6 separate regions of the Mus musculus genome follow, and all the other regions are linked to region 1. The links are chromatin contacts, called in public HiChIP or PLAC-seq and promoter capture Hi-C maps. All regions are on one chromosome and are shown on one strand. The core of a region is the stretch at or near the end of the contact, and the rest is flanking DNA. Distances in the headings are between cores, read along the strand shown. Region 1 holds the start of Atf2 (activating transcription factor 2). Region 2 holds the start of Mtx2 (metaxin 2). Region 3 holds the start of Sp3os (trans-acting transcription factor 3, opposite strand). Region 4 holds the start of Hoxd4 (homeobox D4). Region 5 holds the start of Hoxd8 (homeobox D8). Region 6 holds the start of Lnpk (lunapark, ER junction formation factor).

Evidence for each region. Promoter capture Hi-C pulls out the DNA fragments that hold promoters and counts their contacts. HiChIP or PLAC-seq counts read pairs in DNA pulled down with a chosen protein or histone mark. Capture Hi-C pulls out chosen DNA fragments and counts their contacts.
Region 2: a promoter capture Hi-C map of pre-B cells shows a contact between it and region 1. The contact joins the promoter of Mtx2 here to the promoter of Atf2 in region 1. A contact is called at or near these places in 4 of 39 promoter capture datasets (hematopoietic stem and progenitor cells, liver and pre-B cells) and 1 of 484 Hi-C or Micro-C datasets (B cells).
Region 3: a contact with region 1 is called in a promoter capture Hi-C map of liver, with 2.5 times the contacts expected there. The contact joins the promoter of Sp3os here to the promoter of Atf2 in region 1. A contact is called at or near these places in 2 of 39 promoter capture datasets (cranial neural crest and pre-B cells), 1 of 484 Hi-C or Micro-C datasets (olfactory sensory neurons) and 2 of 9 other capture datasets (adipose tissue and liver).
Region 4: a contact with region 1 is called in a promoter capture Hi-C map of embryonic stem cells. The contact joins the promoter of Hoxd4 here to the promoter of Atf2 in region 1. A contact is called at or near these places in 2 of 39 promoter capture datasets (embryonic stem cells and pre-B cells) and 1 of 115 datasets of contacts at active chromatin or transcription factors (embryonic stem cells).
Region 5: an H3K27ac HiChIP or PLAC-seq map of differentiating embryonic stem cells shows a contact between it and region 1, with 10 times the contacts expected there. The contact joins the promoter of Hoxd8 here to the promoter of Atf2 in region 1. A contact is called at or near these places in 1 of 39 promoter capture datasets (pre-B cells) and 11 of 115 datasets of contacts at active chromatin or transcription factors (craniofacial prominence, differentiating embryonic stem cells, embryonic basal ganglia and 8 more).
Region 6: a promoter capture Hi-C map of neural stem cells shows a contact between it and region 1. The contact joins the promoter of Lnpk here to the promoter of Atf2 in region 1. A contact is called at or near these places in 8 of 39 promoter capture datasets (the 3T3-L1 cell line, the C10 cell line, the HPC-7 cell line and 4 more), 4 of 484 Hi-C or Micro-C datasets (CD4 T cells, embryonic stem cells and regulatory T cells), 14 of 115 datasets of contacts at active chromatin or transcription factors (the 230-238 cell line, acute myeloid leukemia, astrocytes and 10 more) and 2 of 9 other capture datasets (adipose tissue and liver).

What each region holds. Positions count from the first base shown.
Region 1 is chr2:73,890,486-73,894,474 of GRCm38.p6, reverse strand. It overlaps Atf2 (activating transcription factor 2), which reads left to right and starts at 1,836. Exons shown (of 15, transcript NM_001025093.2): 1 at 1,836-2,000. It overlaps Gm10822 (a long non-coding RNA gene), which reads right to left and starts at 2,067. Exons shown (of 3, transcript XR_003953852.1): 1 at 1,736-2,067; 2 at 1,438-1,564.
Region 2 is chr2:74,823,697-74,827,685 of GRCm38.p6, reverse strand. It overlaps Mtx2 (metaxin 2), which reads right to left and starts at 1,874. Exons shown (of 10, transcript NM_016804.4): 1 at 1,643-1,874. The coding sequence starts at 1,682.
Region 3 is chr2:72,977,760-72,981,748 of GRCm38.p6, reverse strand. Sp3os (trans-acting transcription factor 3, opposite strand) reads right to left here and starts at 2,317. Exons shown (of 3, transcript NR_045269.2): 1 at 2,154-2,317. It overlaps Sp3 (trans-acting transcription factor 3), which reads left to right and starts at 1,303. Exons shown (of 7, transcript NM_001018042.3): 1 at 1,303-1,499; 2 at 2,117-2,262; 3 at 2,720-2,851. The coding sequence starts at 1,493.
Region 4 is chr2:74,719,829-74,723,817 of GRCm38.p6, reverse strand. It overlaps Hoxd4 (homeobox D4), which reads right to left and starts at 1,840. Exons shown (of 6, transcript NM_010469.2): 1 at 1,641-1,840; 2 at 1,187-1,265; 3 at 451-486. The region is part of intron 1 of Hoxd3 (homeobox D3); the gene reads right to left.
Region 5 is chr2:74,703,853-74,707,841 of GRCm38.p6, reverse strand. Hoxd8 (homeobox D8) reads right to left here and starts at 2,353. Exons shown (of 2, transcript NM_008276.3): 1 at 1,724-2,353; 2 at 1-1,328. The coding sequence starts at 2,294. The coding sequence ends at 1,030. The region is part of intron 1 of Gm38462 (predicted gene, 38462); the gene reads left to right.
Region 6 is chr2:74,576,953-74,580,941 of GRCm38.p6, reverse strand. It overlaps Lnpk (lunapark, ER junction formation factor), which reads left to right and starts at 1,994. Exons shown (of 13, transcript NM_027133.3): 1 at 1,994-2,123. 4930445N08Rik (RIKEN cDNA 4930445N08 gene) reads right to left here and starts at 1,898. Exons shown (of 2, transcript NR_166470.1): 1 at 1,818-1,898.

The DNA of each region.
Region 1 (3,989 bases), core at 587-3,086:
AATAAGTATGTTTAGGAGTAGTGCACCTGAACCAGTTATGGAATTGTAAAGGTCTGTAAAGGTCTGTCTCTTTCATTGTCATTACACTAATCAGTCGTCCTTCTTCTTGCCCCCAATTTTAAGGACATTACTTTGTGTGTATGAGTGTTTGACTGCATAAACGAATGTGCACCACATGCCCACGGAGGCTGGAAGAGGTTGTCCGATCCCCACCCCCACCCCGCTTTTATGAGCAGCTGAGCAGGTATGTGGTGATAGGAAACTAAACTTGGGTGCTCTGCAACATCAGCAAGCACTCCTAACCATCTGTCCAGTTCCTTCCCCCGCCCCGCCCCCTAGTTTTTTTGAAACCTACTTCCTACATTAACAGGCATTTCTTTGGCACTACAATTTATAGAGCAAAGGAAAATATTGTGGGAAGAATGCCTCTTCTCTGCTGGGTTCTCATTGGCGTCCTTTAGTCCTCCTTAAAACATTAACCAAACCGGACGTGGTGGCGCATGCCTTTAATCCCAGCACTTGGGAGGCAGAGGCAGGCGGATTTCTGAGTTCGAGGCCAGCCTGGTCTACAGAGTGAGTTCCAGGTCAGCCAGGGCTACACAGAGAAACCCTGCCTCGAAAATTTAAAAAAATAAAAAAATTAATACCGATCTCTTAAGCTTTAAATGAATGAAGTGATTCTATTGAAATTAATAATTTTAATTAATTTCTTAATTCTACGTCAGGTACCCTGGAAGTGGAGTTATAGACGGCTTAAGGGTTACTTGCGGATGTCCTGGAACTCACTCTGTAGACCAGGCTGGCCTTGAACTTAGAAATCCGTCTGCCTCTGCCTTCCGAGTGCTGGGATTAAAGGCGTGAGCCACCACGCCCGGCTCGCATCCAGTACTGTTAACCGCTGAGACATCTCTTCGGTCCCTGAAATTTGTATTTTTATATCTAACTAAGTAAAGGAAATTTGATAAAAGAAACACTCATAATTACAAGAATTTTTCTCTAGGAAAAAGATCGTTGCTTTGTTTTAAAATATGGTGACATGGGGGTGGAAGACGGTGTATTTCCTTTTGATCACTGCCTTTGAACATACTCGTATGTAATATACCATATACTTGACATAGGGTGGTGGGGAAGATCGGCTCCAGTTCTGGCTTAGTAAAATCCGAACAAAGAACTCTCTAAGAAAAGGTTTCTATTTTCTACGCAGGGCTGACTTATTTTGCTTCAGTGTGCACATGGGGGCGGAGGTGATGACTGGCAAACCCCGACTCTCCAAAACCTTAAGCGTAGCTCTCTCTCCAGCTCTGGCTTCTCGGTACACGGAGAGTGGTCCAGAAGCGCTTCTCCCTTCATAGTCTCATATCCCTAGCGAAGTCAGAAACCAATACGACAGAGACATCCGGCGCCAGGGCTGGGCTCCTTTAGGCTCCCCGACCTCACCTTTCTTCTCTCACACCGCCCACGCCCTCCTGCTCGCTCCTCCGCCACCTGCGCGCGCGCCCCAGATCCGGTGCAGCTTCTCGTGCCCGCCTCCCGACGGCTGCCAATCACAGCTTTCTGCAGTTCCCTGGTTACCGAAACAACGGTCCTTGGGCACCTTGGCCACGCCCCTTTGGACCTGCTTCCCGCCTTTCGTGCTTTTCGCCCAATCACTCGCGTCCGAGTGTTCTTTGGTTCCCGCCTCCCCGCCCCCGCCCTCCTGAAGACCCGCCCTTTTTCCGAGGCACGACGGAGTCACCTGACCCGCGGGCGCTCCCTCGGTGGAAAGCAGGAAGGGGCGTGTGCGTGAAGGGGAGGGGCGCAAGAAGAAAGCGGCAGGGATGCCGGGAGTGGGGCGGGGAGAAGGTTTGTCAGTCGGATCTCGCGAGAGAGGACGGAAGCCTGTGGGAGCCCGTGGCCTTTAAAGTGCGATTCAGCCCTCTCCTCCGGGGCTAGTTTGTAAACACGGCCGGCCTCCGGGCTCGCGGGTGGCTGGCAGGACCATGAATTAGTGACCTGGAAAGGTGAGTAATGGTGGAAGGGCCACGGGCTTGGAGGTTGTAGGGATGCAGAGGAAGAAGGTGCTAACATGGCGACGTCGCTGCCTGTAGTCTCCACCCCCCGCCTCCCACCCCTTTTGCGCCCCTGCTGTGGACCCCAACCCTACGGACGGCGGTGGCCGCGTTGCCGCCTCTGGTCTGGCGGAGCGACCGGACCGTTAGGTAACGCGCTGCGGCTCCGGCCGGCCCCTCCCTCGCGCGCTTTCCCAAGCCTGAGCGAGAAGGAATAACGGCTCTTCTCCGACCCCTCCCTCCGACTTCTCCTCTGGTGTGGTCACTTGAGAGGTCCCCGAGGCGCCCTTCGGATCCGCCCATCTGTCGGGGAGACCCCCGCCGCTAGTCCTTGATCGCGCTGCCCAGAGGGCCCACGCTGGGCTCCCCACCGGGGACTCGGGCGATCGAGGGTTTGGGATGGTGCGTTGAAGGATTGGGAAGCAAGGGTCTCTGGCCTCGGTGGAACGTGATGGAGCCAATGGTAATGGAGAACCTGCTGGTGGTCTCGGCCTTTTCTGTCCTTTCTGCCGCCCTCACACTCCCGCCGCCGCCACCCCCCCCTTTCCAGGTGGGGCGGGGCTGAGGTGTGGGTGCAGGTTGATTCTGCTATTCCCCCCCACACCCCATTTACTTCGACCGGTGTTCTGCAGAGCTTTTGTAGGAAAATAATCTGTGCCTTTTATTACCCCAGGGACAAGGAAGAGAGGTAGGGAGAGATGTGTGTATGTCTCCCCGGGATGCTCACTCATTGAACCAGACCTTGGAGGAGATGGGAACTATTTTTATGCACATAGGTATTATAAAATTGTCTCTTCTTTAATGGAGACTCTTAAACTGGGAAGGTCGAGTAAAACTACCACCAGTATAATTGAGTAAAAGGGATACTCATGATAGACTCTAGGCCCATCGACTAATACCTAGTTTACCTTGTGGAAGTCACAGTTTCTTGGGGATTATAAACTAGGGACACGTTCACACCAGATGCAGGTAATGCTGTTTTTAACATCTGACCAAACACGGACTGTTCTGAGCTCAGTTTGTCCTGTTTGAAGAAATTCTTAACCCTTGGCCATTGTCAAGTAATAACCGTTCCAGGAATACTACTCATTTAGCGCCAAATGGCCTGGGTCTCTAGCACCCAAATGGTAAGACTTTATAAAGGCTTATTTTAAAACAGTTAACTCTAGATGAAATAAGAGTCTTGTATTTAAATTTGCTAAACCTATTTGAAGAATCCCTGCAATAAACTTTTTTCAAAAGTATAGAAATATTTTGTAGAGTATGCTAAAAACATATCCTATATAAGCCAAGAAAACTAAGTACATGGATCTTTAAGGCCATCGATAGTTGAGTGATAATTAAGGTTCTAGGTCTTAAAATCATTAATAAATAATTGGAGAGATGTTTAGAGATGTTTTCATGGGTATTTTAAAATTTTAAAGCTATATTGTTTTGAAATGATACTATCCATTAAATATTTCATGACTAACATTAAGTCAAGAAATCTAGGTTTGTTTTTGTTTTTTTTTATTTTTAAGAAAACTTGAAAACTTGAGTTTTAATTATTATCTGTACTCTCCTAATCAATTATATTGCTAGATCTAGTAAATAACTTTACCTTACATGCTGTTTCCACTCATTTTTGACTTTAGTCTCTTCCAAAATGATATGTGTTTCTGTGAACTGGTATCACTTTCTTTTGTTACTCTTATTGAAATGCCCTTAGAAAAGTAAGTCTTATATTTAAAGCAAAATTTGTATTGGAAGCTGGGCGTGGTGGCGCACGCCTTTAATCCCAGGCAGAGGCAGGCGGATTTCTGAGTTCAAGGCTAGCCTGGTCTACAGAGTGAGTTCTAGGACAGCCAGGGCTACCCAGAGAAACCCTGTCTCGAAAACAAAACAAAACAAAAAAATTTGTATTGGAACCCTCCTTGATTAGAAGTCAATGAAAGTAATTAG
Region 2 (3,989 bases), core at 625-3,124, 930 kb before region 1:
TTCAGTTTCATGTGTTTTGCAAATTGTATCTTATATCTCCGGTATACTAAGTTTCTGGGCTAATATCCACTTATCAGTGAGTACATATCATTTGAGTTCTTTTGTGATTGTGTTACCTCACTCAGGATGATGCCCTCCAGGTCCCATGGTGTCTTTTAACATCAAAAACTTTCTATATTCTTATACAACCATTTCGATTATGGAATGTATACTCCATGTTTTGCTTAGAAACTCCTGCTATCCAATCTTACAAAAATAATACCCTGTATTTGCCCTTGTTTTTTTCCCTATTATTTTATTGTAAGTTCGTTTGTGCTACATTTAAATCTTTAATACATCGAGAATTAATTCATGCTATATTTTGACTTAGGAGCTGTTCCTATACTACTTTCTATTTACTGAACTATCTAGCTTTAAATATGTCCTACTACCATAACAGACCACTACAAGCACCTTAAGACAAATACAAACTTCCTGGGGATTTGTAAACTTCACTAACTGAGGTAGAATTCTGAACTTATCAAAAGTTTATCAAATACCATTTCTTGTTTTCTTGTTGAAAAGAAATCACACATTGGATATATACATTCAGAATACAAACATATACTGTGAAATGATTTATGACATAGTATCAGTCTAAAATAAACCACTGACCTCAAGTCAGAGGCCTGACTTTTTCAACCTCACTGATAAAGTCAGAGAGAAACATTACTTGAAATCTGTGTTATTTACTCAAGTCATGGGTATTTAAAGAGAACTGACAGACAGGTCCTAGGATACAATGGGAAACAAAATTCCCTGCTTTCATGAAGCTTACAATCTCTCTTCTATCCTCTCTCCTATAAAATGCTATTTTAAAGGAAATCTAAGTTCACACAAATTCAATACAATGGAAAGCGTTTCGAAAAGTTGATAACACATTATACTTTCATTTCCAATGTACTACTTTACCCCAAATACGACTGTTTATCTTAGTGACTATCTCCTCATTCGAACGTTGAAAACACTGCTGGAATTAACATTCATCCCATTAACTTGACTCTTTTTTTCTATCATAGCCACTTTCGCCAAAATAAAAACTTCAATACGAATGTGTGTGTGTGTGTGTGTGTGTGTGTGTCAAAAGATGTTTACTTTCTTTAAACTTCATGCCCATTAAGAATAATTCAAAGAATCCCACAGACTTTGCAAATGGCTTGGAGAACAACTCGGGTGACCCATCAACAACAGGTAAAGAAGGGCAGCTCAAGAGTGACAGTCACCTTAAACTTGAGAACCCAAGAGCAGAGAGGCTGCCCTATTCCCACGGAAACCTTGGGGGAGGCGAGGACCCAACCCGTGGCCACGCCCCCACCTCGATCCCCAGCCCCGGGCCTCCGCCACCTAAACCGCGGAGTCGGGGAACAAAGCGCCGCGGAGGGAGTGAGGTCAGGACTCTGTCCCTGCAGGGTGACCTTGGCCATGTGTCCTCAGTTTCCTCATCCAGAAAGTGAGGCCAAGCCTCCATGGCCGCTGCCGCCTCCACCCGGGCTGTAGACTCAGCACCCTCGACCCACGGCTACAGGGAAACTCCAGCCCTCCGCCTCCCCACGCGGATCCCCGCCGCCACCCACGCCGCCCCGTCGGCGCCCACACGGGCTACCTGCGATCTGGGAGACGAACGCTTCCGCCACCAGAGACATGTCGGCTGCGAGGTCCTGCGCGCGCGCCTGAGCTCCGCGGCGCTCGGCGCCCTCCCGCGCGACCTCGGCGGCCTTCCCCCGGCAGCTGACGAGCTTCGCTGGGCCAACGCTAAGACGAGCAGAGCTCACCTCGGCAGCGGTGGCTCGGCCCGCAAGGTTACCGCCAGGCCGACCAAGCACTTCCGGCGTCGCTGACAACGCGCGCCGGCACTTCCGGCTGCTCCGCCCCGCGCGCTCCGGACCTGCGAGAGCCCTAAGAGAGCAGGCTCTCTGGCTAGAGTCTTTTGGATTTGATTGCAACCTTTCAGCAGTTCAACAAGACAGAAACAGCTTCAAGAGGTTCAAGTGCCTGGTCTGGTTCTACTGGAGCCCAGAAACTCAGGAATTCTCTCAATTCCACTAACTGTAGGATTCGGGGTCCATAGACTGATATTAGTGTTGGTTATTTGTTCAAATGCGCTAGCCAGAAGGAGGCTTACACAGCTTGTGAGCTGAGACATAATTTAATCTTTCAACTCCAAGCACCCAAAATGAAGCTTGGAGAATAAAGCACTTCAATTACTTGTTTCTGAGTGTAGAAGGAACAAGAGTAAAAGGAAGGGCGCTAGATCCCTTGAATCTTTCCTCTTAGTCTAATCTTTTTTTTTTTTAACTATAGGTTACAATTGACCAAAAATCATAAATATTACAGAATTAGAAAATTAGAAGCATAAAGTTACACTTGATTTCAGAAATCATTTGGTGAGCCAAAGCCCCCTTTCGCTGATGAGAACATGGCTCGGAGAGGTGAGACGATGTTGTTGTGTGTGTGTGTCAGTGTATAGACCCAAGACAACTTTTGGTACTTAGTTCTCTCCAACCATGTGGGTTCCAGGGATCCAACTCAAGTCTTCAGGCTCGGTAGCATAGCCCATACACACACATGCATCAGCTTGTACAGTGGTCAGTGTCTCAGTACCTCTTCAGTTGCTCTCCATCCTCTATTTTGAGATAGGGTCTCTCACTGAGAATCTGGAGCACAAGGATTAGGCTGGCCAACAACACTCGGAACTTGGTCTGTCCCTGCCCACCTCCCACCCAACCCTAGAGTAAACTACTGTACCTGGCCTGCCTCTGCCTCCCGAGTGCTGGGATTAAAGGTGTGCACCACCACGCCTGGCGATTTTGTTTCTTGTCCACAGATCTCTGACCCTCCATTACAGTTTATTGTCTAAATTTCTGTTCATATACTTAAGTAGTATATTGCTTTCTTAGAGGTGCGGGACAGATTATCACACACTGGGTGTTTAAAACAACGGATGCATTTACTCTCTGGTTCTGGAAGCTAGAAGTCTGAGGTTAAAGTGTTGGCAAGACGATGCTTGCTCTCAAGGACATAGAAATAAATGTCCTTCCTCCATCTGCCCAGCTTCTAGGATTTCCAGGGTTCCTGGGCATTCCATGGCTTTAGACAAGTCATTTCCACCTTTGCTCCCACCATTAGGCAACATTCTCCCTTGCATCTGTTTGTCCAAACTTCTGTCTTCCACTGAAGGCACCAGCCAATGGATTAAGGCCTACTCATTTTTTTTATGACCTCTTCTTGGTTTTATCTGCAGAGCCAATTTGCAAATATGGTCACATCCATAAATACCAGAGGCTAGTATATAGAAGTCTTCTCAGAGGACATAAAATGGTAAGAAGTTTTGAAGAGTAAACCAGAGCAGGTATCAGTAGCCCCCACAGCAAATGAGAAGTCTATTCAACCAAACTTAAGCTTCCTCATTTAAATAGACACAAAGTACTTCTGAAAGCATCTTTTTCTCTGCCTGAAGTTCAGAGTTCATGAGAGGCTTATAGAAACACAAGGAAGATGGTAGGATGCCATCTGTTTGTGCTGAGGGAGGAAACCCCAACAGTGTATGTGGCACCCAGTTTCCTCCTCATCCTGAGGTTGATATTGACCCAGAGAAATGAGCTGTTGTAGGTATCTTCCTGCCAATCAACCCTTCCATTCTTGTCCTTTACACAAGGGATTTTATGTACGTACGGCTTTGAAAAACTGGAAGTCTATTGTCACATCAAGTTGTGCTGGCCTCTTTTATCCGTTGCCTTTCTGAAGCTATAGATGCTATGCTCTGACTGTTTTGGATCAGATGTAGTGTCCTATCCCAGGATTTGACTGGGAAAACAATAAGCAAGTGTGAGGGGTAGAGGTGAGCCCCAAATGGAGAAGGATGCTAGAGTCAGAGGCTGGAGACAGATTGGGGAGCAAGAGAGCGAGAGTCAGACAAATGGAATGATTCTGCAGTTTCAGTCGGCATGCTA
Region 3 (3,989 bases), core at 1,068-3,567, 910 kb after region 1:
AGAAAAAACCAAAAAACAAAAAAACAAGTCCAAAAAGGCTTCTGAAACCGATGTATGCACTGCCCCTCCCCCCCATGAATTTTCAAGTTCGTGTATACAAAGCTAGTTTAAATGCTTTGCCTTCAACCTCATACAAAACATACAAGTACAATAATTGGGATGTTTATTCTTGCTTGAGGTAGATTTCTAATAAAAGTATTGTGGATAGTGTTTCCTACTCTTAAATTCAACCTTTCTTAAGCAAAAGTATCTAGAGGTAATAGACAACGTTCTGTCTGTTGTTTGCAGAACACTTTTTTCTCCTGAATGACTGACTGCAAGGCATTGAGGATGTCAAAGGAAGGGGTGTTAATACACCACTAAGTACAAAATTTAAAAAAAAAAAAAAAAGTAACTAAACGCTCCCAAGAGGAAGGATACTTTTTAGATGTACTGTTTTAACAAATGTTGACTGACTTTCTTGGTTAAGAAGCAGGTAGTTTGTGTGTGCAGCAAACTGATTTTAAAGGGTGACTGTATCTCATTGAATAAAAACATAACTAAGCCTGCTTTGATATCACTGGCCAGAACTAAAACCTTTTTTCTTTATGAAGGGACTGGAGATATCTTTTTGCTCTAAGTGCCCGCCTCCAGGGTCCACAAAAGTAGATGGTTGGTAACCACGGGCTAAGCTCGGGAGGATGAGAAGGTGATGGATCCGACTTGCGACCAAGAGCTGAATGTGTGTGAAAACGTCCTCCTCCAGCCTCGGAGGGGGTGTCTCCCCCAATACCAGCTCCCTCCCCCAGGGCTCGTGGGGCGGGTCCGGTTTGCTCAGTAGCAGCAGCAGCCCTGGGGCCGAGCGGCGGTGGCCTCCTGGCAGCGCTGGCAAGACGCAGCTCCGAGCGCCCGGGCCCTGGGGAGATCCAGTCCGGTCGGCTGCCAGGATGGAGGAGACGTCGAGTGGAGCCGGAGCCACCGGGGACGGACTTCCTCCCCAGCTCGGCTCCCCGACAGCCTGGCGAGGCCTGCACACAGGGCCAGCCAGTGGAAGAGGCCTGCGCCTCGGGTCTGGCAGCCGCAGCCGAGGAACGAGGCTGGCACAGCGGGGTAACGCGCGAGCCGGGGCCGTTCTGGAGAACCTACGGCGCCACGGCCGCTCATTGTCTCTCCCCTTCAACCCGGGGGCAAACAGGAAGCCCGCCGCCAGGCCGAGCGACGGACAGGCGTCCGGACCAATGAACAGAGCTGACGGAGAGCCTAGCGGCAAATGAGAGCCGGGAAGAGGGGCGGAACTTCCGGGCGGGCTGTCGCCCTCTTCCCCCCTTTTGGGCTGGAGGCTCCACCTTTTGTGTTTCCCGCACAGTCAATCAAAATAGGAAAAAAAAAATTCCCCGGACCGCTCCGGCCGTGTCCGCCGCCGCTTCCCGCATCCTCTCCCGCCGCCGCCGCCTTCGCTTCTCACCATGTGTAAGGCGGCGGGGAGCCCCGCCTGAGCTGTCCTAAACACACTATGACCGGTACGTAAAGCCGAGAGAGAGCAACCCTCGCTGCCTCCGCCGCTGCCACTGCCGCCCACAGCCAGCCCGGGGCCGCCACCGCCGGCTCCCGGCCTCCGGGAGCGTGCGACCGAGTGTCGGCGGAGGCAGAAAGCCGCACTCCCATCTCCGCCAGCCAGCTGTCCAGCCCTTCCAGCCCCAGCGCCGAGTGCCCGCCGGGCTCCGGGCGGGCGGCCCGGTCCGCCGGGAGCGCATCCCCCCTGTGTGCGGGCGCGGGCGGCGGCGGCGGGCGGGCGTGTGCGAGTGACTGACGGTGCGAGAGGAGCGAGCGCCGCGGAGGGAAAGGGGAGGAGAGGAGAGGAGAGGAGAGGGGGCAGGGGCAGCGCGGGGAGGAGGAGGAGGGAACGAGGAGGAGGAGGGTTACAGCCGCGGCGGGCGGGGGCAGCAGGAGGGGAGGAGGGAGCGCGCCGCCGCCGCCGTGGCCGCCGCGGCCGGGGGGAGGGCAGGGGAGGGGCAGGGCCCGGGCCGCCCGGCGCTCACTAATGTGGCCGCGGCTCGCGGGCCCCCTCCCTCCCCGCACCCGCCTTCCTCCCCACCCCACCCTCCTCCTCCCCCCTCCCCCCGCGCTGTGCCTGCAGCTCCCGAAAAGCCCGTGAAACAAGAGGAAATGGCTGCCTTGGACGTGGACGGCGGCGGAGGCGGCGGCGGCCACGGCGAGTATCTACAGCAGCAGCAGCAGCAACAGCAGCAGCACGGAAACGGCGCGGCGGCGGCGGCGGCCCAGGTGAGGAGCGGCTGAGCGCGGCCGGGCTCCCCGCGCGCCGCTTTCTCCTCCCCTCGCCCTCCCTCCTTCCCTCCCTCCCTCCCGCGCGCGCTCGCCCGCCCCTCCCCCGCCCCGGGAGCTGCCCGCCCGAGGCGCCAACGCTCCGACCCCGCCCGCGCGCCCCCGCCCGCCGCCTTTTTGTGTGTGTGTTTGTGTGTGTGTGAGTGTGCAAGTGTGCGCGCCCTCCCGGGTGGGATCCGGACGGAGGGAAGAGGCCCGGCGCGCAGCCGTCCGCCGCGGGCCACCGAGCGCGGGGAGAGGCGCCGCAGACCCCGGAGGAGGAGGAGGAGGAGAGCGCGGGGCCGGGTTGGCGGCGCGGCCAGGCGCGGAGCGAGCCGTACTTCCTGTGCGAGCGGGCCCGGCCCTAACCGCCACCCCCCTCCCTGTCTCCCTCTCTGAACCCGCCCATCGCGGGTAGGACACTCAGCCGTCACCGCTCGCTCTGCTGGCCGCTACCTGCAGCAAGATAGGGCCGCCATCGCCGGGCGACGACGACGAGGAGGCGGCCGTTGCCGCCGCCGCCGGGGTCCCCGCCGCCGCCGCCGGAGCGGTAAGTCCCGCCCGCCCGCCATCCCGGGCCTGCGGCGCGCCCGCCCGCCAGCCCGCCAGCCCAAGGCCTCCCGCCGCCGCGCGGCCGTCACGCGCGGGCCGTCCGGCTCTGCCGCGCTTCCCTGCTCGCTCGCGTCCCCGGTGGGAGCCCGGGCCGGCCCGCGCTTTCCGGAGATTGTCACTGCGGCATCGCGCGCAAAATTCCTCACAAAATGAAGTCTGAGACGGAGGAGGTGGGGGGTGGGCACGGGACTCCAAAATGGATGTTTAAGTAATTCGTATCAGGACTTGAAAACTCACTCGCTCTTTGCACTACATTTGCAAGCACAGCCTATCGGTCACAGATAGTATCACCTACCGAGGCAAGGATGGCTCTAGTTTCTAGAGTTTTTGAATCTGGAGCAAGTTTCCAGATCTTGGGTATTTGATCATTTAAGGAGGGTGTTCTTTTATACGCAGGGACGAACATTTTTATTATTATTATTTTTTAACCTGATCATTCAGAATTGTTGGCGTTTTGCAGACTACTCCAACTTTGCACTAGTTTTGTTCTGAGTAGGGTTAAGTGAAATAGTTGGGAGGCTATTGAAATTTGAATTTGAAGTTAGTAATAACTTTGGCCTTTGAGGTTTTCTAGAATATCAATCTTAAAAAGTAGATGAAAGTCATTTTGTTTACATGCTTGTTAGCACACTTCATACTTTTAAGAGTTGAAATTGGTTGGCTAAATGTTATTTTTATTATAACGAGTCTGATGGGATTCTTTTGTAAATTTTAGAACCTCTAGGTTGTGGAGAGGAGCGGCAAGTCTTAGTGAAGACTCAGTGTAAAATTAGGTGCTGTAGACAATGTGAATTTTACATCTGTGTGGACCATTGCTGCTCTTAGCTTACTGTGAAAAGGTGTGTTCACCTGTTAAGATAGTTAAAACACGCCTCAAGACTAAGTTTTTAAGAGGTTTATAGCAATCGATTTATGTAGTGTCAGTTTAGTTGTCACTGTTAGAAAAGTTAGCTGTTGTATACTAGTCATTCAACGTTGTTACTCTGTATTAGTAAATAGATATTTTTAGTCTGAAATTAGACTATGGACAGTGGGAGCATTTTTAATGTCATGTATTTTTTAAGCATATTAAAATA
Region 4 (3,989 bases), core at 591-3,090, 830 kb before region 1:
AGAGAGAATAATGGCTGGACAGCAGAGAGGGACCCCCGTTGCCTTGGTGTTGATTGGGTCAATTCTAGCAGTTGTGGATGCTGGCCCGCCCGTAGTTCAGTTCGTTGATAGGGTGGGCTGCTAATTAGCTGCAAGTCTGCTGCACCTGTGCGAGCCAGAGAAGCCTGGCAAAGGCCTGTATGGTCCAGAGAGGTCCGGGAAGACAAGGGCGGTCCCCTGCGGTGCGTTTACTTGAGCAGGTGACTGTGAACTAGGTCCCAGAAATACTTCCTAAAGGGTCAGCCTAGAGCTTCCATCCCTCCACGAAGCGAGTCCGTTTTGGCCTGGGGAGGCAGCGCCACTCCGCTACTCCTTAACCCTCCCATCACCGCTGGCGCGGACCTTCCGCCCACCTCCTCCCAGTCTTAGCACTACCCTTTCGTTCCTCGGAAGAAAAGGGAAGGTACTTACAGTGGTTCTCCCTCGTTCTCCCTGACGCTCCAAAACCTGTTGCAATGAAAGTGGGGTCTCTCAAATTTCACAGGACAATAAAGCATCCATAGGCGACATGCAGAACGTGACAAGGCCCAGACATTCCACCAATACCTAGAACTCCTTGCTTCTGGTGACCGCCTTCGGGTACTGCACAAAGTTTTCCTCTGATAGCATCCTCAAAGGCAGAGCTAAGGGCTATGGGAGTCTGTCCTGGTCACCTACCCTACTTCACGCACCCTTGGGCAAAACCCAACCAGTTATACGGCCTGACTCAGACTGCCTGAGGCAGGGTTTCCCCAGGGGGGAAATGGGAAGTCAGAAAATAGGCCTTTGTGCATTTCCTTCTGGTGTGGGAGGGTGGGTGCGAGCCCACTGGTGAGAGCCTGCAGACATTCTATTTGTCCCGACCCCAATTCTGCTCCCTCTGGAAACAGTTCAGACCTCCTTTTCCAGTTTCAGGTTGGTTTTTAATTCCACCCCAGCGTCCAAACCTGCATTCTCCTCAAAGAGGAGGCATGGCAGGCAGGGACATATTTTTTTTTTTCCATGTCTCCAATTCAAAACAGTCATTTCCTTCCGAGGGGAAATGAGAACCCAAAAGATAACCAGAAAGGGAAATTGATGTGTTTAAAGGAAAATGATCTAGATCTTACAGACATGGTCTAAAATATGATCTCATTCTATCTGTTTGACATTAATTTTTTAAACATACCTGCAGGAGAACCTACAGACCGATCAAAGAGAACAGTGGTTCCCAGGGCACTCATGTCCATCTTCAAGTTTTTAGTCTTCTAGGAACAGAAAGAAAAAGAAAAGGGGGGGCAAACCCCGCTCTGAACTACCTCAGAGGTAACTCATCTCCACACCGGTCCCCTCTCCTCCCCACCCCCCATCATTGCTTTCTTCCACTTTTAAAGTTGTTGCTCCACTACTGAGAGGCAAGTGTAAGTCCTGCTTTTGGGGTAGAAGGCCCTCACTTCCCAACGTTCCAGGTATACACAGGAGAGGGAAATGCCAAGACCCCCCATTCAATTTATTAAGTTAGGCTTAGGCTAAAATTAAAATGAACTTCAATAGATAGGCTTTCCCCAAGCAGAGAAGGCTGGGCTCAGACCCCCTGCCCCACAACTCTAGAGTTATTGTGGACAAAGTAATGAGTGACTTACTGGGTTTCTTTTCGTTGGTAGAGAAGCTTAGAGGAGAGCTGTCTCCTGAGCCCGGGGCGCTGGCTGGAGCCTCTCACTTGCCTATCGCTGCTACAGGAACCAAGCATCTGCACTTGTATGCTCTTAACCTAATTTATGGTGGGAATTATATTTTGGCTTGTCAACTCTCAAGCCATAAAACAAAGTTTATTGGAATCACGTGCTTATAAATAGCCACTCAGGTCCCGGCTCTGCAGAACCATAAATAACCTTTGGCTTTAAACTTTTATTCACTAAATAAAGGTTCACTGCAACTGTTCCCTTGGATTTAAATAGTTCCAAATATCCAGAATGCGAGAGAGGTCATATTCATATCAATACCCCGGGCTTTTCAACTTGCATCTTTTCAGAGAAAGCTGTTTAAATTGGGGGATAGTGCTATTTGGACAAGGCTGGTTGGTAGGCTTGTCCTATGACTCTTGGGCTGCATCCACTGTGAGTACCATCACCGCCTTTATTTCAATCATTTTCTAGCATTCGATGTGGTAAGCAGGAAAGACAAAGGCTACTTCTTACTTGCTTATCGCAAAAGTTGGAAATTATTTTTGAGATTTTTTGCTTGATTCAATAGGGAAGAGTGGCCAGGGGAGAGGCTGGGTGGCCTTGGGGGTGGGGAGGCAGCTGGGATTAACACTTAGTGTCCTCTGTATTGTTGTGGATGGGGCTTGGTGAAAGTTGAAGATTGCCACATGCCTAGGGGTTTTTATAATTTGCTCAGATCTGAAAGAGAAGCCTTTGCAAGTGACCAAACTGCTTAAAACAGCAAGACTTGAGGTTTGGTGAAGTGAGAAAGTGGAGAACAGGCCCCACCGGACTCTGGCGAGTAAGGCTCTGAAGAGCCTTAAAGCAATAAAGCAATAAAACAGCCCTGGTGTGAAGGGGCCGGGTGCGTGCGGGGTGTGAGGAAGCACAGGAGGCTCTCAAAGAACCTGAGCCCAGGAAGTCAGATGTGCACAACCCCACTGTGTGCCCAAGTCATTTAGCTCAGTGCTCAAGGGTCCCTGAAGGCCCACATCTGAGTGGGCTCTTCTGTAACTCCTCCCTACTGCTGGCCCCCATCACAGGGAGAGCCTAAGAAAGAAGTGTGGGACTATCTCTGTCTATCCTGCTGAGCAATCCAGGAAAAGGGCTGGACACTCCACACAGAGAATGTGGCTGTCTCTGCTTGTGGGAGACATGAGAGAAGGGAGTGGGGAATGGCAGGAAGTCCCCCACCTCCCAAGAAGAGGCACAAAAAAAGAAGAGAATTGGCCCCCATCACCCTCCATTGGCCCTACAGAGGTGCCACAAACCTTGTGAAAATGTGTGATTTTTTTTTTTTTTGCTACTCTGATAAAATAATGGATGTGCTGCACAGATTTGTAAAACACACACACACACACACACACACACACACACACACGTTTGATTTATAAATCAAATGCACTAACAACCTTTCCTATCAGAAACCCCACACAGCCCAGAACATTCTTTGTATAAAGATCTCTTTGCATGCTAATTTCCAGCCATTTGCAAACCCACTTCCTGATTTGACTCTCATTAGCCAGAAAACAGGGGGTTGTTAGTTCAGACACTAGGGCAACCTTTTATTCCCTCTGACCCTTTAAAAAAAGAAAAAAAAGAAAGAAAAATCCCATCAGCCATGTAGAAAGACTTTTGTGGGTTTTTGTTTTGTTATACCAATCGGTGGCACATTCTTAAAGTAAGTAGAGATAATCCTTCAAAAACTGCTTTTTGGTAGCACTGGATGAGCAATTTTGAAGTGAATGCTAATCACCTGAAAGAGATAACAAACCGCAGGGCCTGGAGAAAAGTTTTCATTTTTAGGATAAGATGAATCAAAGGGTATTTGACTTTCCAAGCCACTGTGATGAGTCCTTTGTAAGGAGGCAAGAGCCGGTTAAAGACAAGCCTTGAGACATGGTGGATGGATAACAGTGCCCGGTGTCTGGCTGGCAATCAGTAGTTACTTTTTATGGATGAGAAATGATGAAGAATGATGCCTGAGACATGCTTGCAAACTTAGGTTCCACGGGAAGACGGAGCCTACTCTGGGTGTTTAAGGGAGTGACAGGAAATCAGATCAGGTGTGAGAAAATGGAGGGGGGGGGAGGGGAGAAATACACTGAGGCAGACATCTTTGTTTTCTGATCTTAGAGCTCAAAGACAAAGTGATTAAGAAACAAGTATGCATCTTCCTCCACCCCTTGCCATTGCATCACACCTCCAGTGGCCCAGGTTTTGTGAATGAAAGAGAAAGAATAGGGATCTGGCAGAGAGTACTAGTGTGCTCCAGGTTCCCCAGGGCTT
Region 5 (3,989 bases), core at 1,104-3,603, 810 kb before region 1:
CCTGAAGAACAGCAGAGGGTGGACGTACCAACCGACATCTGAGATGCATACAGCAAGCTGGCTTACAACACGGGAGCACAGGAGCAGTGCAAGAAGGATACAATGAATATGGCACCTACTTGACAAAGCAGAAACACAGAGCATCGAGACCTAGAAACCCCAGGCCATTACAAGCAGGGTTCAAAAAGAAAGCAAGGCCACTTGCCAGAATGAATAGTTAGTGAAAATATTGCAATTAGTTTTCAAGTATTAATTCTCTAGATTATTCAATGGCCATAATTTGTATGGACTACAGAAGCCCAACTAAATGTCGACTTTGACATTATCCTCAAACTCCTGTCACTGGACAACACTCTCCCAAGTTTAAGGAATCGGCAGCCTGGACAATACATTGCACTCTTCAGCTAATGTGCTTTTCCAATATTTGGCCCAGACTCTTCCCTGACAAACATTTACAAAAATGCTCAAAGAAACCTCCTGGAAGTGAGCCAGAAGACACCTGAACCATCGTTACAAAAGCAGAAAGAAAAATATAAATAATACATTTAATCAAATAATAAAGTAAATATTCTGCAGGCATAATTTTTAAAAACATTATTAATAAACTTCTTTTAATTTACTCACCATAAAGATTTAAAATGTTCAAGTGCACTTGTTTGATTAATAAAGCATTTTATATTCAATCATCTAGCGCTGATCATTAGGAAGTTTATGTTGTTGAGGCAAACCACCAGCTCAGACGTTAAAAATTACCATTATAAAAATATAGCCACAAGGTCCGTATCAAATTACCCTTCTATAGGACAGCTCAAGGACTGCTTCTATGCGATACTACAAACTATTCTCTTTAAAAACACAGAAATCCCTTTCAAAGCGCAGAAACCTCAAGAGCAGTGACATTAAGGTAGCTTGAAACACAGGTAAAGTCCGTTTCCAAAACACAAGAGGGAGGACCGGTGGTGTCCACCAGTATATACTTATACTGATCATCAGTCTTAATAGTCTGTGGTAGAAGTGTAAAGGTAGAGTTTAATTTGTGGGGCAGCCTTCAGCTCCGTCTTCTTCCAGCCCCGAGACTTCCTTTTTGGGGTCTCCATCCTTTGCCTCCGGCCGGGACGCAGGAAACTTGTCTTTGTTGTTCTCCTTTTTCCATTTCATTCTCCTGTTCTGGAACCAGATTTTTACCTGTCTCTCCGTGAGGGCCAGAGTATGGGAGACCTCGATTCTCCTCTTCCTGGTCAGATAAGGGTTAAAAAGGAATTCCTTTTCCAACTCTAGGGTTTGGAAGCGACTGTAGGTTTGTCTTCCTCTCCGTCTACCAGGAGCTGCTGATTAAAAACAACAACAAAAAGGGGGGGGGGGAGGAAAATCAACGTTTTTTTGTTTTTTAATGGTTGATTCTCTGAATGCTGTTGGAGTTTTCTGGAACGGGCTTAAGAGGTGAAATACACAGTGGTCTTTAATTCTCATACAGATATAGGGTGTGAGGCAAGAGAGGCAGAGACAAGCTCTTCACAATTATTCTGCCCCCGTCTTTACACACTTTTAAAAAGTCTGTATTAGTTTTTGTACAAGAGCCACATTGGCTACACCAGAAGGAAAAGGAAGGGGAGAGGGAAAGGACAGGGGAGTTTTAAAGCTAGAACGTGAGATGAAAGCAGATTTCTCCCTTTCTCCCCTCCTTAAAAAAAAAAAAAAAAAAAAAAAAATAGCGCATCCCAACCTTGTGGTCTCATCCAGGGAAACATTTGAGAAGGAGACGAGCTCTGATTTAAGTGGTCTGGGTCCTCGCCAATATTACCACTGGACGATTTACAGTCAGGATATTGTACCAGCTCGGCCTCTTGCTGGGTCGTAAAAATCGGCTGTCTCTGTAAGTTATCGTATCCGTAAAACTTCGCGGGCTCCCCGTGACAGGCAATCCCGCCGCAGGGGGGAGGCGGCGGCGGAGGCGGAGGGTGCGGAGGAGGTGGGGCGGCCTGGTAGGCAGCGGTCGGGCTGCCCGCGCCGGCGTGGAAGTAGTCCTGGCCGGGCCCCGGGCCGCCCCCTCCGCCGCACCCGGGCGGCGGCGACGGGTGCGGGTGCGGGTGCGGGTGCGCGTGCGGGAAGCCGGCGGCGCTGTTGCCATAGAGCTGCAGGGCGGCGGCGTGGCGGCCGCTGACCTCGGGTGCAAAATGACAGTCGTAGTAAGTGGGATTGATGGCCTCGCCCGCCGCGGCCGCCGCAGCCGCCGCCGCCGCCGCGGCCGCCGCCTTGTACTTGGAGTACAGCGGGTTCACGAAGTACGAGCTCATCGGGGCGGCGGCCGCCGGCGGCGCGGAGCCGGTAAGGGGCGCGCCTCAGCTCGGTCGCGCCGCCGCGGGGGCCTCTGGGGCGGCTCACTCGAGCCCGCGGGGGCCGCCGGGCCTCGTCGCCCGGCGAGCGCTTCCCCCGCCCCGCTCAGGCTCGACCGTCCGGCCGCCGGCCGCTCATGCCTGGCTCTCGCGCCTCCGTCTCGGCCTCGCGCCGCCTCCCTCGCGGGCCACGCGGCCTCGCCCGCCCCCGCGCGCTGCTGCCGCCGCCTCCGCCCCGCGGGCCTCTCCCGGCGCGCGCCTGCTGGGCCGCAGTGGAACCGCGGACGCCCGGGCGACCTGCCCCGCGGCCTCCAGTTTCCTCTCCGGCTCCAGGCGGCCCTAGCGCACCCGGACCAGGGGAAAAAAAAAAAAAAAAAGAGTGCGCGCGGCCCACGGGGGAGACGCTTAGGCTGGGGCTGCCGAGCCCCCGCTCTGCAGGGAGACGAAAAGAGAACACACCCTCTGCCCGGTGCCACCTCTCACCTCAGCCCTCCCCCCCGCCGCCCCCTCCCAGCGCTGTCGCCGCCGCCGCCGAGGCTGCCGCCCCGGTGCGCGCCGGCGAGGCATTTTCGCGCCCCGCCACTGCGAGGAGAGGGAGCGAGATGGGGGGCGAGATAACCGCGCGGAGGGATCCCGCCGGCGGCGAAGCGGCCCCTGCGCCGGACGGGACGCCGCACGCCGGCCCCGGGATGCCTCCGCCAGCCTTAAAGGGGGCCCATAAAGCCGCACTGCCAAGGGCTCGCGGGGGGCCCCCCGGGTCCGCAGAGAGGGGGCGCGGCCGAACCTTAGCCTTGGGCCAGGCGGGGTGGTCACTCCCAGGAGGCCTCGGAGCAGACGGTCTCTCCTCCAGCAAGGCTCCTGGATCTGCCCAGCAGAGACTGGCTGTGGCTTTTTTTTTTTTCCTTTTTCTTTTTGCATTTCTTACTGTGGACGAGCGAGGTTGACGGATTGATTGGTCCTTGCATTTGTTTGGGCCTAGCTAAGTGGTTTTGATTAAAAAGCCACAATCCAGCCTCCGAATCCTGACCTTATCAAAGCGAATCAAAGTCCTGCTTTTTCCAGCCAAGCAGGCCCTGTGGAAATGAGATGTACATTTACCCTTGACGCACTGCATGCCTGGTTGAGGCTCCCAGGTTAATTGATATTTAATGGAAATCATGCCCATGAATATAGTTTCCATCATTTCACCCTTGATAGACGTCAGTGTTGGCCACAGGGAGGGAGGGGGAGGCGAGAGAATGTGGGAAGGGGACATGAGTGTCGCTGAGAGAGTGAAGAGAAGAGTGGCAGAAACGTTCCCAGTGGGAAGAAGGAATCATGCCGGGGTGGGTGGCATTTCCTAGGGCAGGGCGCAGGGCTCCCGGGTCCCAACCCAGGCGCCCAGACTCGGGCGGGCTGTGGTCCCGGGTGGAGCGCGGCGGGGGCCGGGGGATGGGGCAGGAGAAATTGAATTCCTCAGTCCGCTTTCGGACCGTGCTGGTTCCAGGCAGCTGCAGGCAGACCTTCCCTGTCCTGTGCTTAACGACCTTAGCTCACACACCACTGGGAAAGAACTGCCAGAGACTGGATGCAGGCCTTAGCATAAACTTGATTTTCCCGAGAGAAATAAAGAGAAGGCTCGGAAGTCAAGAGAAGCCTGGTTTGTGGGCGTTAAGG
Region 6 (3,989 bases), core at 745-3,244, 690 kb before region 1:
CGGTTTAGGCTTAGTAGGGAGCCACTCTTGAGGACTTGTTAGAACAGCCGCTCCACTGGCTTTCCCATCATCCCTGGCTGCTGTGATGCCTTCTAACACTGTGAACATAGAACACTTTTTAACTTGTAGTTTTCTTCCCACTCCTGTTGGATGCTTTATTGTAGCTATGGTATGCTTCCTCAGTACTTAACGAAGGGCCTAGTCCATAAATACTCAAAATCATCCTGGAGTCTGCAGTTTAGCAGTATATCCCATGTTTAGTTCTGTTTGTCTTTCCTGCATTGTCCTGTGACACACTTCCTTTTCACTTTCTTCATTTCTTTCATGGTACTGCGGACTAAATCCTGGGCCTTGTATACACTAGATAAGCTTACTACCATCTAGCCATATCCTCGGTGGATATCCTCTCCATTTATAAGACAAATATAAATATAGTGCTGTCTTTAGCACTATACATATTTTTCTACTTTGTTTCCTCACTTGAAAAATACTTGGGAAGATTTGAGAGATGATTTAGACTTTATGTTTCCCTTTCAAACCTGGCTAGGCTAACATTTTTTCTCATGTGATTTCCCTAGAAACTTTTTTTTCAGGATTAGATCTTTTAGAATCTTTGCCTCTAGCTAGCTCTCTTCTCTCTGTCCTGTTTTATTTTTAAACTCCCTGATAGCTCAATGAAAAACCCTAGGACAAGTATTAGCAAGAGTCAAAAACAAAACAAAACACAACAACAACAACAAAAACAAACAAAACTTTCCTGTTCCCTTTAGGAAAGATCTGAGACAAGAGGCAGCACGAGTTTTATGTTCTTAGAAACTACCAAGGCTGGGAAATAAAATGGCTAATTTTCCAAATAAAAACTGGTGAAATGTCTGTTTACTTTCTTCCACATTGGTGAGGCGATACATGGCACACTAAAGTTTAGCTCTCTCCTATTCTTTTAAGTTTACAAAGCTGTAACTGAAGATCTTAGAATTTAGGGGATTATCTTACAAAGTAGATACTATGTCTATGCCTTCTTCTCTGCTGGTGTTGTCAGTGTAAACATAGCATATTATTATATCTATTGCACTTTGAAAATCAGAAACATTTTCTTCCTTAACTAAAGAAGAAAAACCCGTAAAAGTGATTGAACACAGAACATAAAAGCTTTTGTTGAAGTTTCCCTCCTAATTTTGCCTATGGAGCGCCCCCACCCCTCCCATTGAAGTTTTGTTATTGATACTTGCAGTTGACTGGAATACAGCCTTCTTTAGGTCGTTTTCAATTCTTAGGGAAATACAGCACTACTGTTTAAGGGGCCCCAGTTATTCAGAGGTTTTGGAGATTGTTAAGAGTGTAATTTTGGAAAGCTCAGCCTTTGTTGCTACCCCTTAGCTTGAAAAGACCATCCTTATCATTTCAAGTTCTTCTCATGCTGGTGAGATAAGCGCGTAGTCATGAAAGGACCCTTTTTGACGTCCAAGAGCAACAGAAACAAGCCTAAAGCCCTCATGGGGTATGGCCAGGAGGTGTTATGTATGATGTCTGTCTGTCTCTCTCCACTTGCTTGGCTGGGATGGCTTCTGAGCTATGCAATGTAAACTTTTTTGCTGCCTTCTGGATGACAGCTGATCTGGGATCTCAGGTACCCTCTCTTTTCCAGACACACAGGTCTCGACCTTCAACGTCCCTCCCCTTTGTCCTCCCCACTCTTCTCTCGCTCAGAAGGTCTGGGACAATCAGGATCAGTTTCTTTTCTTGGCGAGACTGGGGCGTGGGAGTTGTTCATGAGAAAAGGAGGCAGAACTAGTAAGAGTCAGTCGGAACCGCCCTACCCTGTGGTGCCCCGAGGACCGACAGCCTACACTAGCGCGGAGGATACTCAGCCTAAATCCTCCTGCCACACCCGCCGCTCTGAGGCACCAACGGCTGGGCCGGCCGGATCACGTGATGGGGGAGCGGCGCGCGCCGGCTGCAGCGCCCATTGGCTGGCGGCAGGAGCGCGGGGTTTGATGGGAAGGCATTGGCCGGGCCCAGCGCTCTATCTGTAGGTGCTGCTGCCTGCTCCAGAGGCTCTACGCGGTGGCGACCCAGGCTTCCCCGAGTGGACGCCCAGGCCGAGCGGCGCCCGCTTTTCTCAGGTAGGACTGTGAAGGGAGGGCCGCGTAGACGGAGGCGCTCCGGACAGCGGGAACCAGTCTCCGGGTTCCTCGGCGCGCCGGCCCGGGTGCCTCCGCCCCTGCCAAGTGGCCTAGAGCTTGGTGGCGGCTGGGGAACACGCCGCGGGGCTGCTGCCCTCCGTACACTGTTGCCGCCTTCTCTCGTGGATCGCCCTGAACAGCGGCCCGAGCGGCTCCGGAGCGCACGAGACCCGGCTCTGCCTCCCCTGAGGCCGGTGTTCTTTCCGGGTATGTTCTCAGGGATTCCGCGCAGTGGCTGTTTAGAGCCCGAGCCCTTGGGCCCCCCCTGTGTTAAGAAGTGTCAGAAGGTCCCAGAGAGCACATCCCTAGCTGAAATATCCACCCTGAGAGCCCCGATCACCTCCGCGTCCACCTGAGCTGGCACGACGGGAAGGTCTGAAAACTGTCAGTGTCATGCTGCTCCGTCCGCGTGTGGGCGTGGATTGTGAGCGACTTAGAGGAGCTGCTCCACAACCATTGTCCTTACTTATTGGAGGGACAGCGACCAGTCTGAGGGGTGGGGTAGGACGAAGGTGCGTGGTGACAGGAGCGACCCGGGAAAAGCAACTCCAAGGGGCATCAGTAGGTTTAATTCTTTGATGGTGTGTTTGCGGACGGAGAGTTCGGATTGGTGAATTTATTTCTGCGTGCAGTTTTAAGCAACACCTGCGACTCACTGAGTTTTCAGTGTTCTGTTCTTACTTTTTGGTTTCTGGTTTGTGGTGCTTAGAGCCTATTGTTTTCTGTCTCTGTGGCCTCAGTCTTAGCGTTGACAACATTGTCTAGAGGTGTGATGGATGTGAGTAAATTTAGTTACAGGCATATATATGTTCAAGCTGGCAGGCAGGGCTAATACCTAGTTCCCAAAGGTCTCCATAGTGCCTTCTTAGAAGAACAAAGTTGATTTCGAATACGAACCTTAAGCAAGAGTGGTTCATTTAAAAGTGAAGTTTTAAAAAGTTCCTTGACATCTATTGGGGTCACCATAGTAATGATGTTAATAAATGTTTATGGTGTTTATATGTTGGAAGAATGCTTGGATAGGTGACTCTAATAAAGGTATGAGTTCATATAGAAATCTCCCTGTCAGTCTTTTTTATTTTTAATTTTTATATTTATTTATTTTGTGGTGGTCATCTCATATTAAAAGTGCTTTTAGAAGTGTGCTTACCATTTTTTTTTTTTTTTTTTTTGGGCAATAAACCTGGTGTAAGATATTTCAGAGTTGCCTATTTGGACATTTGAAAGCGATTTCGAACAAATCACATTTAAACCCAAATTGTGTAGTATAATGTGGAGATGCTGTTAAAGGTGACTAGTTTATATTTAAGTTTGGAATCAAAGGTTAAAAACCACAAAACTCCATTTCTTTTGTTGTTTTCTATGAAGGCTTATACGTTTATTATAATGGGAAGTGCTTGAAAAATACTCCATTTATTTATTTCCATGCTAGGGTAAATGAGAAAAATATTTTTAGTAAAAACACAAACTTATTTTATACTTACAGATTTTAAATTATGAAATAATTAAAATATGCACTCATTTAATGGAATGTTAGGCACATGCTTCATTTAGATATTACATGTGGTTTTGGTAACAGCAATAGTAATGGCTAAAATTACCTAAATACTATGTGCTAAATACTGTGCCAAGTGATAAATAAGTTCACTAAATTTATACAATTCCAAGGAATGTAAATATTCTAACTGCTTTATTAGCCAAAGCTCAGAGTTTAAGAACTCTCTAAGTTTAAGATCATATAGCTGGTAAATGGCTGAGCCATGTTTTGAATCCTTATCCCATTGTTTTAATGTGATTTGAAGTGAG